2 separate regions of the Zea mays genome follow, and region 1 is linked to region 2. A link is a contact called in public Hi-C data. All regions are on one chromosome and are shown on one strand. Each heading gives the region's core, a stretch centred on a gene start, on an enhancer-like site or on the middle of the called end of the contact. The rest is flanking DNA. Distances are from core to core; before and after follow the strand shown.

Region 1 (3,048 bases), core at 156-2,655, 220 kb before region 2:
CGCCCATGGCGTCCTGGATGAGCACCGTGTCGCCGGACATCCTGCCCACGACCTCGCCGGTGCTGGTGTACTTGTCGAAGAAGGCGATCTCCTGCCTGAGGATCGTCTTGAGGTACAGGTTCCGTATCCGCGCCGCCTGACGCTCGCCGGTGATCATCCAGCAGGTGACCTCTGGTCGGACGGCGAACAGTTGAGTGCTCAGTGCTCAGTGTCTGGCCGCGTTACGCAAGAGGTGGAACTTACGGACGAAGGAAGCGACGGCGGAGGCCATGGCGAGGTAGACGAAGTCGAGCGAGACCATGGACACCCGGCTGACGACGTCGTGGACGCTGAGCGCGCCACCAAAGGCGTCGATGAGGTTGCCGAAGAGCACGGTCATGAAGGGCAAGGCGGCGCCGTTGGCCACGGCCCCGAGCGCGCCCAGCAGCATGAGCGCCACGTCGGCGGAGTCCGCGAACGCGAACAGCCTGTGGAACGGCACCCGCGTCGCCGCAGCGCCGGGGGGCTCCCCCGCCCCGCGCCCCTTGGCGCCATTGCCCGGGCTCCGAGCCGAGGGGCCGGACGCGGACGCCGTGCCTGCCGCCGGCTGCAGGGCATCCGCCTCGGCGGGTCTCCAGGACTCCGGCATGGCTGCCGCCGGCGCTCACGAATCCCCCCTCCCCCGCGCGAGATCGGGCAGTGCTGGTCGGCGCAGAACGCGCGGTGTGCCTCGGCTCCGCTCGCCCTTGCCTTCGTATGGTTGTTGCCTACCTCCTAGCTCCTGCATACCACCAGCAGCGCCTCACTCGCCACCTGCCACGGCCCAATAATTGTACACACATTCAGCAGCGGATCCATCTCAGTGCCTCACAGCTAGAAAGAAGCTCGCAGTAGTAGAAATCCGGGGAGCAGAGCAGCACAAGAGCAACAGCAAATCTGAATCTATACCGCCGACGAGGAATTCCACCAGCGCAAGAAGACCGATTTGGGAGATAAAGGAGGGCAGGTGGGGGATGGAGGTAAGAGTTTGGAAATGGATGCGAGCTTGGCGAAGAAGTGGTGTGGCTGGCCTGGAGAAGGGAAAACCGAGCAGGGAAAGAGTTGGCAGCTTTCGCACTTGCCCGCCGGATGCGGACGCAGAGGCCAGCAGTCCAGCACCCGCACCGCACCGCACCACCGGGGAAAGAGAGAGAGAGAGAAAATGCAAGCTTGAGACGGGGAAAGAGAGAGAGAGGAGAACGGCGCCTGGTAGTGATTAAAATCTAGTAGGAGACAGCAGTACGGTGGTTTCGGTATCCATGGCGGGCGAGCAAGCATATAAAAATGTGAGAGGCTACCAGTACCACTACCATACCACGCGCTACTCACCATGGCGGCAGTGTCACAGGGTGGGATAAAGCATCCGTGCTCCGTCTCCCACTCGCCGAGCCGGTGGTTATAATTGCTGGATGGATGGATGGATGGATGCTGGGTATTTATAGATGTGGGCCTTCCGTCCACAAATCACAATTCAGCTTTTGTTTATGTGGTAGGAGTATCCCTTATAGGTTGATGGTCGCGGGTTAGGCAGTCTGACAGACAGACAGACAGACAGCAGGGGTGTCCGTGTCGTGGTGGGATCACGTGGTGGCATCCCACATGAGGGCTTGTTCGGTTATTCCCAATACACATGGATTAGATGAGATTGGAAAAAATTGAGAAAAAGTTTGACTTGTTTGGGATTAAAACCCATCCAATCCCACTCAATCCACATGGATTGAGAGCTAACCGAACAAGCCCTGACATGGATGGGACCTAATCTCCTATCCGATGTTTACCACACTAGTAAATAATACGATAGCAGCTGCTAATGACCGCGGTCCATACGGCCATACCCCCGTGCGTTGTGTCTTTTGTGTGTGTGTGTGTGCATTCGCTACTACCCTGCCGGCTGCAGCAGGCACACGGTACCCTTGTGGATGGCACTGCTGCAATATGGCGCGCACGCAACAGCTGAGGCTCGGCACGCGTGCTTGCATTGGCCGAGGTCGACTAGATAGGATGTGGTGTGGATCGATCAACTGGCTCGCCATGCCGTGAGGGCCTGCGTGCCCGTGACATTTTGCGACTTTTCCTGGTCTTTGATGTGGTCGGTCATACGAGGACGAAAAATGCTGCTCTTCTTCTTTGTGGTACAAGTAGCAAGTACTAGGTTACTGTGTTGTGTTGGTCGCTTGTGATGCTGGAGTAGTTACGCGCCCGGGGGGCCGACCGCGCGAGATACGAACGATCCAAGTCGGATCGGATACTAGTGTATCTGGTCGTATGGAATACCCTCTATCTAGCTAGCATGCGGCCTAGATACGGCACGCACCCTCCAGTCCTGCTGCACGCACGCCCAGCGCCTGCCCGTGTGCGTGTGGTGTGTTACTTTTTTTTTTTTTTTTTTGTCACGGCCGTGAAAACGAGACGAAATGAAGAATCCGCCATGGCTGGCAACGGCAACAGAACCGAGGGCGCAGCAGTAGGTCCTCCCACGCGTTTTGGCCCCGCCCTTCCCTCCGTCCTGCTGCCACGCCCATCCCGTCCGTGGTGGCCAGTGGTCACGCTCCCACCGGCACGGCGCCGGCGGTGCGCGGCCTCTCAAGGCAGCGAGAGAGATGCGCGAGCACGGGGCGCATGCGGTGGCGCGCTCTGCTGATCGCTGCTCTGGTTTTAGTTTGCGGTTTGTCTGCCTGGTTGGCTGGAGGGACTGGGGTTGGCGTTTCGCTTTGGGGGACCCGTGTCTCCCCTGCGTCGCGTCCCCCTTTCCCTTCCACGCGGGGTCAACCGCATGCCATCACGCCACCAGGGACGACGCTAGTGGCGACTGCGACTCCTCGTCCGGCTGGGCACGCCCACGCCTGCGCTGCGTGCGGCCAAGGGGAGGCTGACGTCTTCCAGTAATAATAAAAAAAAAAAGATAGACCGGCCGCATGCATGATGAGGAAATTAAAGTGCCACGTTGATGCAGGTGCAGATGGGGGACGGAGGCCGGGCAACGCAACTAACTAACCCAACAAAGGCAACCAACCACTACTCGCCCGTTCC
Region 2 (3,394 bases), core at 704-3,203:
TCATGGTAGCCAGGGCCTACAACAAGAAGGTCAAAGCAAAATTATTTCAATTAGGGGACCTGGTGTGGAAGACTATTCTGCCTCTAAGGAATAAAGACCGTAAGTTCGGAAAATGGTCGCCAAACTGGGAGGGTCCTTATAAAGTAAAACAGGTGATGTCTGGCAACGCCTATTTACTACAAACATTACAAGGCAAGGATTTACCTAAGGCTTTGAATGTGCGTTTCCTCAAATAGTACCATCCTAGTATGTGGCAAGATGCCTAAGAAAACCGATGTAATCACATCGAGTTAGTTGCTTTTGGTTTGCTCAGCTCCACCGAAAGGCAGGGGGCATATGTTGAGCACCGTTTTGAGCCTGGCGGACGGTCCGGCCCTGAGGCCGGACGATCCGCGGTCCGGACAGTCCGCGCCTGTGGGCCGGACGGTCCGCGCATGCGCAGAGCAGTTTAGGGTTCCGAGTTTTGTGCCATGTTTGTTGGTTAGATTTGCGAAATTAGCTCGGAATCCAGTCGTGTAAAGGGTCTAGCCCCCCTCCTCTATATAAAGAGAGGTCTACGACCGATTTGTAATCATCAATCGAATCAATACAACTTCTATTCACATTTATTTCCAGTACAATTAGGAGTAGTTCTAGTCTAGTTCTAGTTTAGCCTCTCAATCCCCAAATTCTTCGCCTCTCTTCGACTCTACGCCGATTAGAGGAGTCTAGGTCGGCCGGCCCGAGCCTAGAAAACCCCTAGGATCTCTCCTCCCCGACGGGGTCCCTCCCGGGAGCGAGATCCAGGCGCCGCCGGCAATCTTCCGCCGCGCGGACCGTCCGGCCGTCAGGCAGGAAACCCTAGCCCCTGCGCCAAGTCGCGGACCGTCCGACCCTAGGCCGCGGACCGTCCGCGCCTGACCAGAGAGCACCGCCGCCGGTTTTTCTTGAGTATTTGGCGCTCCGAAAAAGCGTCAACAATGGGACTGTCACATTAGCCCTAAAAACTCCGAAAAACATCAAAGGTGAGCGAAACTATAGCCAAAATATTTTTTACGTGCTATTTTTAGATCTAAATTTGCTACACGTGTTATTCCTATTATAATTAAAGTAAATTTAAGAATTTTATAGAGCTTACAAAAAGATAATTGTACCCTAAATAAAACACCAATTCAAATTAATCTAGATCCATCCAACAAATAACGTCTCAATGCAACCCCCTTCGTCGCTGCTCCCGGTCTCTCCCCCGTTCTCTTTCTCTTGCTATGGTCTCTGCCACCGATCCTGATGGACGGGCAAGACGACGACTGAGCCTTGCTCTCCACCGGGGATGCACGAGGACGATGGCACGGCGAGCACCTCCTCCGACGGTGCGAGCGGTGCTCGTCGCTCGTCTGCTTCCGCCAAGCGGCACCAAGGTCGATGAGGCGGCTCAGACAACGATGTAGGTGAGGGGATGTGTCCTGGACTTAGGACTGTTTGTTTCAGCTTATAGATTATATAATTTAAATTATATAATCCAGATTATAATCTAGATATATTATAATCTAGATATATTATAATCGGTTGTACCGGACCGAAACCGATGAGGGACGGTTTTCGGTTGTAAAACGGATCGGTGAACCCTGAGTCCAGCCCCCGGAGCAAGAGGAAACGGCCTGCGGCGCCGCGTCGGCCGTGGGGCCGACCGCCCAGCGAGCGAGTCGTCATGGAAACGAGGAATCGTCGCGCCGCCCTGCGTCATCAAGTCACCTGCTCTTCCAAAGGTCCAACCGGCCCTTGGTCGTGGCGTCGCTGTCCGAGCGCCAGACAAGAGACAGGGGAGATGAAAAAGAGGCGGTGGTGGTTCGAGTGTGAATATGCCGGTGGGGAGGGCTCTGCCTCCCCAGGATACTTCGCCCCCCGTTCCACCGCGAGCCCTTCCGGCTTCCGCCTCTGTTCCGCCGCTCCAGCCTCCAGGATCCGTGAGAGGAAAAGTAGTAGCCCCATCCCCAACCGGTCCTAACCCACGGTACCCAATACTTGACTCGGCTCTCTCCATGAGCTACTGTTCCATCTCCATTTCTTCAATCATTTCTCGCCTTTCATGTTCAAGGGCGTTGCTTGCCAACCACGGTATCGTTCTAGCCGCCGGGGCCGAACGAAGGTACTTCTTGGTTCTTGTACTCTTCAGTAGTTTCAGGATTTTGTCCCAAGTCCCAACCCAGGGTTGGCAGTCCCTTTGTGTTCGTGTTGGTGTTCGTATCTAATTCCCTGTGTTTGTTTCGGCTGTAGTCGGGGATGTAATTGAATCCAGCGATCTTTGGATGCTCGTCATACGTGCCAACAGCAGGGTCAATTTCCCTCGAAAGAGAAGGCCGAGGAAATGGAAGCCGGTTTCCTGTGGAAAGAGATCGGTGACCAAGCCGGTGCGGCGAGAATGTCCGGTGGGAACAAGAACAGGAGCCTCGACTGGGATTTGAACGACTGGAGGTGGGACGCCAACCTGTTCCTGGCCACACCAGCGGCCGCCGCGCCATCCGAGTCCATCAGCAGGGAGCTGAGCCGAGGTCAGGGGGAGATCGATTTCGGCGTCGTCGTTGACAAGAGGCGGCGGCTCTCACCAGAGGAGGACGGCAGCGGTGGGTGCAGCAATTCTGCGGTAGCAGATGGAGACAACAGTCACGTGGTGTGTGTTCAGAGAGGGCGGAACACTGAGGAGACGAGACCCAGGAAAGGTGCCAATTCGAGCACCACTCCTTCTTGCCAGGTTGACGGCTGCCAAGCTGATCTTAGTGGTGCCAGGGACTACCATAAGAGGCACAAGGTGTGTGAAGCGCATACCAGGACAACAGTGGTCTGCATCAATAATGTAGAGCATCGGTTCTGTCAGCAGTGCAGCAGGTTGGTCACCAATTTCGTTGTGAGATTACAGCTGCTGAATTTTTTTTCTCCAGCAAGAGTCCTGTGCCCTACCTGTATTGGAGAAAGAAAAAGAAACACTTCTCCGGTACAAAACCCAAAGGGGGAAATAAAAGAGATAAAAAGGCTCATTACCTTGGTGTCACAGGCACACAACACAAACGAATTACTGATCGTTAACCTTGAGAAATGCTGAACACATTAGTTTTTTTTGCTCCATGATAGGATCCGTTCATAAATAAGTTGGTGTAGGTCAGAGACTCAGAGTTGAAACCCAACCGAAAGCACAAGTCTAAGGTTCAACCACTTGGATAGTTGTTTTTCATGCACTCTTATTTAAGACTAAAGCAAACTTTATATATTCCATCCTTTCAAGTCTTTTTTACTGTTTCTTTTTATGTCAACTTTGGTCTTCTCTTGTCTCTGTTCCCATTGCTATCCCCTTAGGATCCCACTAGGCACTAGTGCCTTTAGAGGTCTTCGTTCTACGTGTCTGAACCATCTCAACCGGTGT

What was found. A called contact is a pair of places that touch in the nucleus more often than the background predicts.
Region 1: a contact with region 2 is called in a Hi-C map of leaf mesophyll, with 2.9 times the contacts expected there. The contact joins the promoter of LOC100194270 here to the promoter of sbp9 in region 2. A contact is called at or near these places in 12 of 25 Hi-C or Micro-C datasets (bundle sheath, ear, endosperm and 4 more).

What each region holds. Positions count from the first base shown.
Region 1 is chr8:741,787-744,834 of Zm-B73-REFERENCE-NAM-5.0, reverse strand. LOC100194270 reads right to left here and starts at 1,405. Exons shown (of 11, transcript NM_001359439.1): 1 at 1,348-1,405; 2 at 244-792; 3 at 1-171. The coding sequence starts at 628.
Region 2 is chr8:519,813-523,206 of Zm-B73-REFERENCE-NAM-5.0, reverse strand. It overlaps sbp9 (SBP-transcription factor 9), which reads left to right and starts at 1,953. Exons shown (of 12, transcript NM_001362258.1): 1 at 1,953-2,125; 2 at 2,254-2,862. The coding sequence starts at 2,345.